Linked DNA regions of Mus musculus: all the other regions are linked to region 3. Evidence: chromatin contacts called from public HiChIP or PLAC-seq and promoter capture Hi-C data. All regions are on one chromosome and are shown on one strand. Each heading gives the region's core, a stretch centred on a gene start, on an enhancer-like site or on the middle of the called end of the contact. The rest is flanking DNA. Distances are from core to core; before and after follow the strand shown.

Region 1 (4,149 bases), core at 1,621-4,120, 1.4 Mb after region 3:
GGTTAGGAGCTCTTGGAACTCTTTCAGAGGACCCGGGTTTGAGTGCCAGCACCCACACGTAGTTACCAGCTGGAACTCCAGTTCCAGGAGATCCAACGCCTTCTTTTGACCTCCAAGAGCACCAAACACACACGGTACACAGGTGGTGTCGCACAGATACTTACACGGGTAAAATACTCACGCAGAAAATAAAATGAATAAATCTAATTAAAAAAAAAAAGAGACTGTCAGGCAGAATCTCTGGGGAGCCAGAGACTGGACTAATCATTACCAAGCATTCGACTGCACCACTCAAAAATGACCCGGGTTGGGTGGTATATCCCAGCAACCCCAGCACTCAGAAGACAGAGCAGGAAGACTGCCATCAGTGAGGAGGCTACTAGCACAGTGCCCTCAAAGCCAGCCTGGGTTACAGAGTGATACTGAGGAGGGACAGGATGGCTCAGTGGGTAAAGGCGCTTGCCAACCAGCCTGATGACCTAAGTTCAATCCTGGGGACACCAGGAGGAGAACACTGACTCCCACGCTCGCACAAATAAATAATAAATGGGATGTTTCTCATAGGAAGAAAAGATTCCTTCTAACCTCCTCCACTCTCCTGTCATCCCCACATCTAGTGCTCCATATAGGGGCCTTAGGGATCAGACGAGAGGAGGCTCACTCAACCCCAGGCCAGCCACAGTCCTAATGCTTTCGTGGAAAACGGTCAGTGCACACAAAGATCACAAAACTGTAAGACCTGGTCAAGCTGGTTCAGTTGGCTCCCTGCTGTGGCTCCAGAAGGTGGCCTGTTCTATGGCCAATTCTGGCTCAAAGACAGAGAGTGTGATCCTCAAAAGAGGAGACCTAGAAACCTGGTGCCAACGGAACCCTGGGCTCCCGCTTCTGAAGTTAGAGTGGGTCAGACTTCCAGAGCCTTCAAAGATAAATATATGTTCTCTCCTGAGGATGACTCCAGGGACCCAAGGCAAACAAAGAGGCTCAACTCTGCATACAACTGAGCTGTGCCTGGAAGCAGACAGCCCAAGTTCCTTTGCAAGGCCTCACTGGTGCAATCCCTCGACCTGCCCAGGCAGATACCAAGGCAATACCCCAGACCACACCTGGGCAAAGGGAAGAAACGTCAGCTGCCTCTCCCAGCCTCAGTAAATACAGATGCCCAGGAAACGGAAGGAAAAAGGGCACCGAGGAACCATGCCCAGTGACCAACACAAGAGGCACATTCCGTCAGTGAAAGACAGGAGGTAAACTCAGTCGCTGGACCAAGACCCCAAGATTAAGGGAACAGATGCCCAACAGCCCCAGGGCTAGCAGGCCCACAATCCATTGAAAAACTAAAACGGGAATGTATTCTGGGGCTGGTGAAGTGGCTCAGGACGTAAAGGTGGTTGTCATCATACCTTAATGACCCGAGTCTATTTCCAGGAACCACAATATCGAATGAGAGAGCCACCTCCCAACTCCAGTAAGCTGTGCTCTGACCTACACCCCACCCCACATCCACACCCCACAGAAATAAATAAATGTAACTTGTAAGCAAACATTCTAGAGCCAGTACAGGGAGGAAAAACCAAGTTTAAAACCAAGGGCAGGGCTGGTGAGATGGCTCAGTGGGTAAGAGGTACCCGACTGCTCTTCCAAAGGTCCGGAGTTCAAATCCCAGCAACCACATGGTGGCTCACAACCATCCGTAACGAGATCTGACACCCTCTTCTGGTGTGTCTGAAGACAGCTACAGTGTACTTACATATAATAAATAAATCTTTAAAAAAAAAAAAAAAAAAAACCAAGGGCATAGCTTCTGCTCTTAGCTGTATGGAAAAGGGCAGTGCGTGGAAGGCACCGTATCATGGTTTAAATACATTCCATAATATCCCAAATGAGTCCTGTTTCCTGAAAGGGTGAAAAGAGTTATATGAAGCCTCTGGCTACCCCTGGCACACACCCAACTCAGAGCCGTCTCCCCCAAGGGTTCCTGGAAGTCAACAGACTCATAAAGGGGAAGTATTATAAAGCTGAGATTACGAGGGCCTACCAACTGGCCATCCCTCCCAATACAACACCCAGTGAAACCTGTGACCCGAACAAATCTGGTCAAGCTGGCGCTCAACACCCCACTCCCAGCTCAACTGAAGGTGAAACGGAAGCCTATCGTGCACCTCTGGGTTCTCCTCAAGCAGAGGCATAAAAAAAAAAAAAAAAAAAACTAGAAGCGAGGCAGTCGGGTGACAGGAGGTGAAAAGGACAGGAGATGAGAGCTGAGCCTAAGTGGGGCCTCTGCCGGTAGCCAGGATAGAAGGGGCTCGGATAAACCGGACTGGCTCACAACATCCTAAAGAAGATGGGGAGGGATAGGGCAACCCGAAAACGGGTCAGAGAGGAGGAGAGCACTGACCGACAGGGCAAGGATGGAAGGCTATCGAGGGAGGCAGGAAGGATCTCCAAGGAGGGCCTGGGTAGCGGGACAGCAAGGGAGGCGCTCAGAAAGGGGGTCAGAAGGGAGGTGACATGGGGTTCTTTGGAATTGAGAGGAGATGAAGCCACGGGGCTTTAGAGGGATCAGGGTGGGTGGGAGGAGGGAGGGAGGCCGGCTCCGAGCAACCACAGGGGTCCCTGCGGTGGAGACCCCAGCGGTGGCTCCTCAGCGCGCAAGCCGAGCATAGACGAGCCGCAGAGGCGCGGAAAGCGGCTCTCGGAGCCCCTGACCCCACCATCCACCTCAGCCCGGGCCGCGCTGGCCTCTCCCGATCCGCACGGACCTGTCCCGGCCGCCTCTCGCGCCGCTGCCGCCGTCCCGCAGGCTCCGCAGAATCCCCCAGCTCCTGCCAAAACTTTTCCCATTAATCCCCAGGTCCGCCGCGGCCTGCGGCGTCACACGCTCCCAGCCCCGGCGCCGCCCCCAGCCCCGTGATGTCACCGCGCCGCTGGCTCCCTCCCCCACAACTAAGCACTCGCCCCCGCCCCCTTCCGCCATAGCAGTAGCCAATCGCCGCGCCGCCTGGAGCCACTCCTTTGACAGCCATCGCTCCGCCCACTGCACAGCTGCCCTGGCGCGTCTGCAGCGCCCTCTGCAGTCAGACGTGGGAGCAGCAGCTGAGGAAAGCGCTGGGGAGAAGTTAGGGCTGGTCAAAGCAAGCCTCACGAAACGATATTTAAAGCTTTAAAGCGCGGAAAGAAGGTGGAGGTCATCTAATACAACCTCCTCACTCTTCCTGAGAAGAAACTAGGCATAGACTTGTGTGGTTTGAAGCAAGAAGCAAAGCTAAGGGCGGTGGGGGAAGGAATAGAGGCAAACTGTAATTTTCAGAGGCGCTTGGGAGAGGCATATGGTGGGAGACTTGGGAATGAAAATACAGACGCATACGTTTTACAAAATATCTATTTTTATATGTCAGAGTGTTTTGTCTGCATGTCTGTCTCTGCACCATGTGCGTTCAGTGCCTGCAGAGTCTGGAAGAAGGCGTTGGATCCCCTGGAAGTGGAGTTACAATGGAGAACTTCCATGTAGATGCTGGGAAGCGAGCCTCTTCAAGAGTAGCAAGCGCGATCTTCACCACTGAAGCATCTCTTCAGCACCCCCAATTTTTTAACTGGTGGCTAGTTCAATGGCTCAACGGGTCATCGCTTTGTCTCCAAGCCTGAAGACTTGAGTTCAGTCCCTGGGACTGCCTCCTGAAGGTTATCTTCCAATCTCTACACACCGCATGTGCACTTTCATATACACCCACACAAGAAAAAAGAAAGATCTGGAAGGCATGATGGCACTCTAACTCCAGCACTCAGGAGGTAGAGGACCCGTTTGAGGTCATTTTTAGCAATGGAGAAAGTTTTGGGCCAGCCTGTGCTTATAGGCCTTGTGAAGCCAAATAGAAAACAAATTTTAAAAGAACTTTTCTCCCACTTGAGATTTCTGTCGCTGGATGTCAGGGACCAGACAAGACAAGAACTCTGTACCTGGGCTTGCCTGTCACCCCAACTCATCATATACCACAGAGAGTATGTAGCCAGAAGGCAATCTGTCACTGGCTGGTTTCATCATCCTAGAATGAACAAAACTTGGCTGGCAGGAAAGTCAGCAGGCACCTCCCTCCTCCACACCGCCATTAAAGGTCACCTCTGCCCGGTCTGGCACTCCTTACAGTGCATCCT
Region 2 (3,741 bases), core at 161-2,660, 1.9 Mb before region 3:
GTGTGTGTGTGTAACTCACTGAATCCATTTAGGGCTGCCAGCATATGCAAGATCATGGGTCACGTGGCTTCTCAGAAGTTGTATCCTTGAAGAAAGCTGACTTTCCCTCTCCCAGGAGCTATCAGCTGCCAGGGACTTCTCAGTTATATTTAAATGAGAGCCCATCTTTTATTTTATTTTATTTTTTGTGGGGAGGGGGTAGTTAAAGCACCACCAACTGATGCAAGGCAAACCGGGGTAGTTGTGGGTAGTTTAACACGAAGAAAGGCTTCTGGGTTCTGGATTTCCTAAGGACAGGAAGTAAGGGGTGAAAATCCATTCAAAGGGCGCATTCTTCAAAGTAATCTAGAGGGTTCTGGAAAAGGAGAGGCACCTAAGAGGGCAGATCTCAGGCCCAGTTAAGGTGTAACCTGCTTATGAGTACTAAGAAGTCTGCCCAGTGGGCTTCAGCCGTGTGACAGCCTGATGCCATCATCACATTAGCGTTTGTCTCGCGTGAGCTATTGCATACCTGGGCATGGGCCTGCCTGTCCTCAGTGTCAGCACTGTATAAGAGGGCATGGTGACAGAGGAGCTCAGTGGTGCCTTAGTATTAGGTTATTGCTTTATAGTCCTGCGAAGGGGTTCCATTTCTCATTGCTATGGCGTTGGATAAGCTCAAGACCTGACTTCTCTGATACGATTTTGTTTCACCCATGATTTAACTTAATTGCATCTGTAGGTGGTGATTTCATTTGCACGAGAGATTTTTTTTACTGTTTGTTTGTTTGTTTATAGACAGGGTTTCTTTGTCTAGCCCTGGCTATCCTGGAACTTGTTAGACCAGGCTGGCCACAAACTCAAGAGATCTGCCTGCTTCTGCCTCCCAAGTGCTGGGATTAAAGACGAGTGCTACCACCTCCCAGCTTGTACAAGTAAAATGAAGAGTCGTTCTGACTCAGTTTCAGGTAAAAATGGAGCCAATTGCTGCTTTATAAGTTAGACTCACTCAGAGAACTGCACAACCTTAAGATAGCAGTTGTACACAGCATAGTAAGTGTGACTTTGAAACAGGACACTGATCAGATCAAAGAGTTTACTTTCACTAGGGTGTGTTGGGTGGGTGGGGCAAATAAACCATCTTTTTAGGAGCTGCCTTGGAGGTTCACATCCAACCTATAAGAGACCACAATATTCTGGACGTCGTGAGTCACTGGGATGGATGGAACGAGTCTTTTGGTGATCTGGGCAGGCACACCGTTAGACTCGTTTGACAGCTGGGGGTCCAAGAGGTGTTTGTCTTAAATGAGCACATTTCCAGTGACTCGTACGCATTCATGGCTACATATTGGGCCTGGCCATCCAATTCTGATGCCACACAGCAGTTTTTTGTTGTTATTTTTTTTAAACCGGCACACAATGAGTACCAGACCCCGTCCAAGAGAAGCCACCTAACCTGACAGGCAGAAAAGTCAATCACCAAAGGCAGGTGGAGGGATCTACAGCATCAGCACCTCCGGGCACCGAAATCAAATGAGACTACGCCCTGCGCGCATGCTCCTGGACGGCACGCCGTTCGCGCGGCGCCGAGTGACATCACTGACAAGCGCCAACAGGAAGGGCGCAGCGCGTCGCACGTGTCCGGAGGCGGCGGGCGGGCCCATGGCGAGCTCTGCGGGGCTGGCACTGTGCGCCCAGACGCTGGTGGTGCGAGGAGGCAGCCGGTTCCTAGCCTTCTCCACTACGGGCAGGTAAGAGGCCCGGGCTGAGGGCAGCGGGGCCGGCGCGGCAGTGTTCTGTGTCCTCCCGGATTCCCTGTCCTCGGCGCCTCTTCACCACGGCGCAACGCCCCGTAACCTGCCCGGCGGGTCCCGGGCGCTCTCTCTGTTCAGAGTAGGGGTACTTCCGGACTCTGAGGCGCCTGCGCTGCGCTGGGAGGGCTAAGTCACGTGGGTGTCGCATTGCCCAGGCTTCTAGGGGGTCCTGGTGTTCAATTTTGGCCCGCTTGGCACCTCCCTGATGAGGGTCATATATTAGGGAACCCTAAAGGTTTTCTCACTGAGCACAAAACATGCTCTATCTTTGGTCTGCGTCTTGCAACCGGGCTCTAGTTGCTCTTAAGGGATTTTGGGTTCTTAACCCGACTCCTCCCAAAGGCAGGACGCACGCAGAACCTGAAGTGAGCATCTCCCTAAAGACCCTTCACACGACATAAAGTTTTGCTTTATGTTATTTCTGTCTTTATGTATACGTTGTGCTCGGTCAAAGGATTCTTTGAGCAAGTAGTTGATTACCACGAGCCTAGAGGATCAGTGGCAGTCCGTATCGGCTTCTTTTTTTCCCCTTCCCGTTTAGTTTTGGTACATGTGAAGATTAGGAACGTTCCTCAATTTGTGCCTTTTGGGGAATGCCATTGGCCAACAAAGTTTCAGACTTGGAAAATGACTCTTCTTTCTGCAGTTGAGTGTTTAACTGGAGAAGTCTTTGGTGCCTGCCACTTTATAGGTTGTCAGGGTACAGGGTCAGAGCAAAAGAAGGGAGCTTAAGTTCTGATTTGGAAAGTGTTTGATTCCCACATGAGTAAGAGCCTGGAGCTCACGGGGGCAGGTGAGACTTGTTTCTGAATTCTGTAAAGACAGCCTCAGCAGTTATAAATTTGGGAGGAAAGCCGAGTTGAAAAATAATACCAGAGGGCTTGAAGAACTGGCTGTTCTTCCAGAGGTCCCGAGTTCAATTCCCAGCAGCTACATGGCGATTTATAACCATGGATAATGAGATCTGGTGCCCTCTTCTGGTATGCAAGCATACATGCAGGCAGAACACACACACGCACATGCACACATATATAATAAATTAATTAAAAAATCAGAACTGGTGGGGTAATGGGGGATGGAGGTGGAGGTGGTAGGGGCAGCGGTACTGGACACCTTTGATCCTGGCACTCAGGCAGAGGCAGGTGGATATCCAAGTTCAAGGCTAGTCTGGTCTACAGAGCAAGTTCCAGGACAGCCTGTGCTATACAGAGAAACTACCACCATAACAAAAAAAAAACAGTATCAGAATATAATTTCCTTAGAATCAACAGGTTGGCGGCTGGAAGAATACTATATTGATTAAGAGTACCATGGCACACTGATTGATGTATACTACTAGGAGGTTAAGCAATGGCAGTTCTTGGCTCTTCTCTGTCATGGCTAAGACCCATAATGTAATGACGATGGAATGTTTTTGTTCCAAGAGAAAGATGTTCACTCCTGTCTCTTCCCTTTAGTGATGATGACTGTGTCTTCACATACGACTGCAGTACTGCAGAGAAGAAGGCCACGCCAGAAGATAAAGGGTGAGATGGCAGGGAAGCACTTGTGGTTTGAGCAGTGAGCCCGGGGAATAGCACACTCGCTGAAGTTCTAGGTCTGGTTACCTAGCTGTGAGGCTAGGCTTGGTTCCATTTCAGAGAGGAACATGGAAGGAACTTTAAATGGAGGCATTCAGAATATGTAGGACCTTCTCAAATACTTTTAGATTTTTTTTGTCTTGTTTTAATTTTAATTTCTTTAGTATTCATTTTTGTTGCTGGCCCTTTAAAGTAACAGTGACCATTTCAAATGAAGTGTATTGAGGGCAGGTGTGGGGAATTAACTAATTGAAAGGTACAGAGCAGCCTGTGACTGTTTTGTGTGGTGGCTTGGTCTTGGGACTCCGTTTGTTACTAATTTTATCGGTCCCTGCCTCTAGCCTTGGGTTAGTCCATGTCTGTGAGGG
Region 3 (4,305 bases), core at 1,317-3,816:
CCCCACTCACTCAGAGTCATGGAAACCAAACACAAGAGAAGCAGGTAGGCAGGTGGCAGGTAGTAGGCAGCAGGAATCCCGTACAGCTGTTCCCTGCAGGCCTGCAAGTGGCTCACTCACCTGCAATCAACCCCTGTTCATTTGTGCTTACACCAAACTCTCCAGATTGGTTCAGGAAGCTTAAAGACAAATAATTAACTAAAGGATTCCCTTCAGTGTGATATTTAGATCCGTCCATGTTCTTAGAGGTTTCTATCTGCATAATGAAGCTTTGAGGGGAAGAACTGGGAAGGCAGGAGCCAACCTGCTTTAGCTGTTATGATTGGCTGATACCAGGCACACCTCTCAAAACCTTTTGCAAACCCACCTGGGCTATATCACCTGAGATCCACAGTCAGATCTCATCCTGGCTTTGAGTCAAACTCTTTATACACCCTGCAGGCTATGCTCCAAACGCTGCCTGCAACCTGACTTTGCAGGTCACCAGGCAGGCTTGCTTCCCTTACACACAGGCCCCCAAGGCCCTCAGTCTTCAGCTTTCTCTTGGTTTGTCTGAGTCTTGCCCCATAGATGTAATTCCACACAGATCAAAGGAACAGTACTGAGTATGTTCAATAGTGCTTTACGGTCGGTCCTCTTGCCCTCGTTACTCCAGGAGTGCCCAACTAGCCAGGAGTAATAGATTAGTCCACAGAACTGAGTCTCAGTGAACAAGTCAACACTTAAGTTTCCCTCTAGGGTTGTGAGAGACTAGTAAATGCTCAGGGATCAGATTAATGAAGATGAAAAATAGTAAGACCTCATAGGTAAAAATAAACAGCCCTCTAATGCCTAATTTAAAGCAGGACCTGCTCTAGAATATCACTAAATAAGCCACACCTTGGCCCACCCAGACGTTCTCAGGCTCCTTCACTGTGTAAATTCTCTTCCCCTGGTTCAAACCATAAATCCCTACATTCGCCTCTCAATTGAGAATATGCAGCTTATCAGAAAAACCGAACTTACCAATTCACTGAATTTATCTTATATGATGTTTCAGGGTTATTATTCTTGCAAGGAAACACCATGACCAAAAAGCAAGTTGGGGAAGAAAGGGTTTGGGTTTTTTTTTTTTTTTTCAGCTTACACTTCTGAAGTGCAGTCCCTCATCAATGGAAGTCAGGACAAAAACTCACACAGGGCAGGAACCTGGAGGCGGGAGCTGATGCAGAGGCCATGGAGGGGTGCTGCTGACTGGTTTGTTCAGCCTGCTTTCTTATAGAACACAGGTGCACCAGCCAAGGGACAACCCCACTCACAATGGGCTGGGCCCTCCCCTATCAATCACTAATTAAGAAAATGCCTTACAGCTGGATCTTATGGAGACATTTGCTCAATTAAGTTTCCCTCTTTTCAGAGGACTCTGGTTTGTGTGCCAAGTTGACAAAAGACCAGCCAGTACACATGACCAACATTCAGTACTGTACAGGCTTTCCAAAACCTCAAGGATTCTACATTGCAAGCGCATCCCTGACCCAGTTCTGCTTCCAGAGCAGACTGCAAGGATTGAAAGCCCACAACAGCACCCAGCACCTCTCCCCCACTTAGAACTGTTCCTCCCACTTTGTCTTTGTTTCTAATTTTGCGTTTGTGGAGCTGCAGATACAGCTCATTTGGTAGAGTCCTTGCCTTCCAAGTTCTGTGACCCTGCGTTCAATCCCCAGCACCGGCCTTTTAAGTCAGCTTTACATTGTGAGCAGTTTCTGGAGAGAAGGCTGACCCACTTCAGGAGTGGCCCACCCCGACGCTCCAGTTCCCCTCGGAGATGGAATGGAAGACTTTTATTTTCAGTATTACAGTTCGAGGGGTTTAGGCATGCTACCCTTAAACTCCTGATCACACTTAAAATCAACTCCAGAGAGTCCACGCCCTCCGCAGCCTTCCAGGCGTCCATCTTCAGACTCCCTAGACAGGTTCGCCACTCCTAGGAATCAGTGGGGACGCCTCTGCCTCAGTTTCTCCGTCTCTGATAGACCCTTAACTGGGACAGTGCCTGTTCTCGACCCCATCCTTCTCCTCGCTGGGAGGCCCGCGTCCGTTACAGCGGCTCCGGCACGGGTCCCGCTCCCGCGCAGCCGCCCTCCAGCTCGGGCCTCAAGCCGCGGACTCGCCTGGCCTCGCGGCCCGGTCCCTCCGGGCCCTGAGGTGGCCGGAGCCCGCTGCCTCGGCGCCTCCCCGCCGACCGGTGTGCGCGGCCTTCCCCCGCTCCCGCAGCTCGCCAGGCCTCTCGCCCTCACCTCAGTCCCAGCCTCCAGCTGCAGCCACTCGCAGTCCATCCCCAGCCGCCGCAAGCACCAGCTCCGGCGGGCCGCGAGCTGCCCCGAGACCAAGGGGTCGGGCTCGCCCATGGCCCGACCGGCACTGGGGCAGCGTTCAGCAACCAGCCAACCTCTAGCCTGAGCTCCGGCCGCCTCCGAGGTTCCTCTCGCGCAACTTAATCTACACACAAGACAGAAGCAATCGCCCGGGGATCGACCGCGTTGAGAGCGCGGGCCCGCCCCAGGCCTGGGAAGGCGGGCAGTGCGCGTGCGCAGCGGGAGGCGGGCGGGAAGTGCGCAGGTGTGAGCCTGAAGAAGGACGAGCGTAACGTCTGCTGCGGACAAAATCCTAAACTAAAGCATAGATTTTAGGACTTGGAGGATGGCTCAACGAGTAAAGCTACTTGCTGGCAAGCGTGGAGACGATGCTCAGGCTTCACCTATATGGTGGCTGGGGAAAACTGACTTTTCAAATTGGCCTCTGACTTCCAAATGCGCACCCTAGCGGGTGGGTGTGGGTGTGCGCGCGCGCCTGTGTGCGCGCAGAGTAATAAACACTTAAAAGTTATAGATTAAAAATTATAGTAAACAACAGAAACACTCTCTTTCCTTGGGTTCGTGAGTATAATAATGACTTTCCCAATACCTTCTTTCCTCTCTGCGCTCTCCAAAGCCAGTACCCCAGATCCAGCAGCAATGAACCTGAACCTTTATTTGTATCCCACCCCTTTTTCCTTTGGCAGAGTGTGGTGGAGGATGAGGAGTTCAAGGGCATCTACCGCTATGCAGTGAGTTAGAGGCCAGCCTGGGATATGAGACCGTGTCTACAAAACAAACAAAAATTGCTTTATAACACGGTGATGACGGCCATAACCATTTTATTGAGAACTATAGCCTACTTTGGGTTGGGAGTAGGAGATTCTGAACATTGAACACACAGCCAAGGATGTACTCTGTAGCTAAATTATACCTCCACCCCATTATAACCCACTTTTGAGTGATTTAGAAAAGTCTGATCATTTTAAGGTTGATTCAGTCTATTCCTATTTAGCATCTATTTGTTTTTCATGACCTCATTTTGTTTCTGAATCTTTAAAAATTATACCAGGCAAATCTGTAGAGATGGATCGCATTACCTGGGGCTCATACAGGGTACAGAAGGAATGGAAATGGGCTTGAAGGGGCTAGGGAGATGAAACTCTCCCTTCTCTCTCCACGCTGAAGTTTGGGTGTTTAAGATATGTGTGTATGGGCTGGAGAGATGGCTCAGCGGTTAAGAGCACGGACTGCTCTTCTGAAGATCCTGAGTTCAAATCCCAGCAACCACATGGTGGCTCACAACCACCCGAAAGGAGATCATGAGATCTGGTGCCCTCTTCTGGTGTGTCTGAAAACAGCAACAGTGTACTTACATATAATAAATAAATCTTAAAAAAAATAAAAAAAAGATATATGTGTACATGTTTTGCCTGCATGTATGTCTCTGAGCCAAGTGCATGCCCAATGGCTGCAGAAACCAGAAGAGGTTGTTGGATCCCCTGGAACTGGAGTTTATTATTTTTATGGATTGTTTTGGTTCGGTTTATTTTTATGTATGTGTCTTGCCAACATGTATGTATGTACCACGCGTGTGCCTAGTGCCTGTGATGTCCAGAAGAGGATATCAGATCCCCTGGAGCTGAGGTAACAGATAGTGAGCCATCATGTGGGTGCTGGGCACCAAAGCCATGTCCTCTGGATGAGCAGCTCATCTTGATGTGCCATTTCTCGTACCTGATGTTGTTTTTTGTTGTTGTTGTTGTTTCGAGACAGAGTTTCTCTGTATAGCCCTGGCTGTCCTGGAACTCACTTTGTAGACCAGGCTGGCCTCGAACTCAGAAATCTGTCTGCCTCTGCCTCCCAAGTGCTGGGATTTAAAGGCATGCACCACCACTACTCGGCTGTTTTTTGTTTTGTTTTGTTTTTTTGATTTATTTATTATTATGTGTAAGAACACTGTTGCTGTCTT

The links. Promoter capture Hi-C pulls out the DNA fragments that hold promoters and counts their contacts. HiChIP or PLAC-seq counts read pairs in DNA pulled down with a chosen protein or histone mark.
Region 1: a promoter capture Hi-C map of liver shows a contact between it and region 3, with 2.4 times the contacts expected there. The contact joins the promoter of Ppard here to the promoter of Rnf8 in region 3. A contact is called at or near these places in 1 of 39 promoter capture datasets (liver) and 1 of 484 Hi-C or Micro-C datasets (B cells).
Region 2: a FOXA1 HiChIP or PLAC-seq map of pancreatic cancer cells shows a contact between it and region 3. The contact joins the promoter of Wdr4 here to the promoter of Rnf8 in region 3. A contact is called at or near these places in 1 of 39 promoter capture datasets (liver), 1 of 484 Hi-C or Micro-C datasets (B cells) and 1 of 115 datasets of contacts at active chromatin or transcription factors (pancreatic cancer cells).

What each region holds. Positions count from the first base shown.
Region 1 is chr17:28,231,475-28,235,623 of GRCm38.p6, reverse strand. It overlaps Ppard (peroxisome proliferator activator receptor delta), which reads right to left and starts at 2,870. Exons shown (of 8, transcript NM_011145.3): 1 at 2,760-2,870.
Region 2 is chr17:31,510,156-31,513,896 of GRCm38.p6, reverse strand. Wdr4 (WD repeat domain 4) reads left to right here and starts at 1,410. Exons shown (of 11, transcript NM_021322.2): 1 at 1,410-1,730; 2 at 3,251-3,319. The coding sequence starts at 1,513.
Region 3 is chr17:29,613,050-29,617,354 of GRCm38.p6, reverse strand. Rnf8 (ring finger protein 8) reads right to left here and starts at 2,566. Exons shown (of 8, transcript NM_021419.2): 1 at 2,277-2,566. The coding sequence starts at 2,387. Gm28043 (predicted gene, 28043) reads right to left here and starts at 2,566. Exons shown (of 28, transcript NR_132314.1): 1 at 2,277-2,566.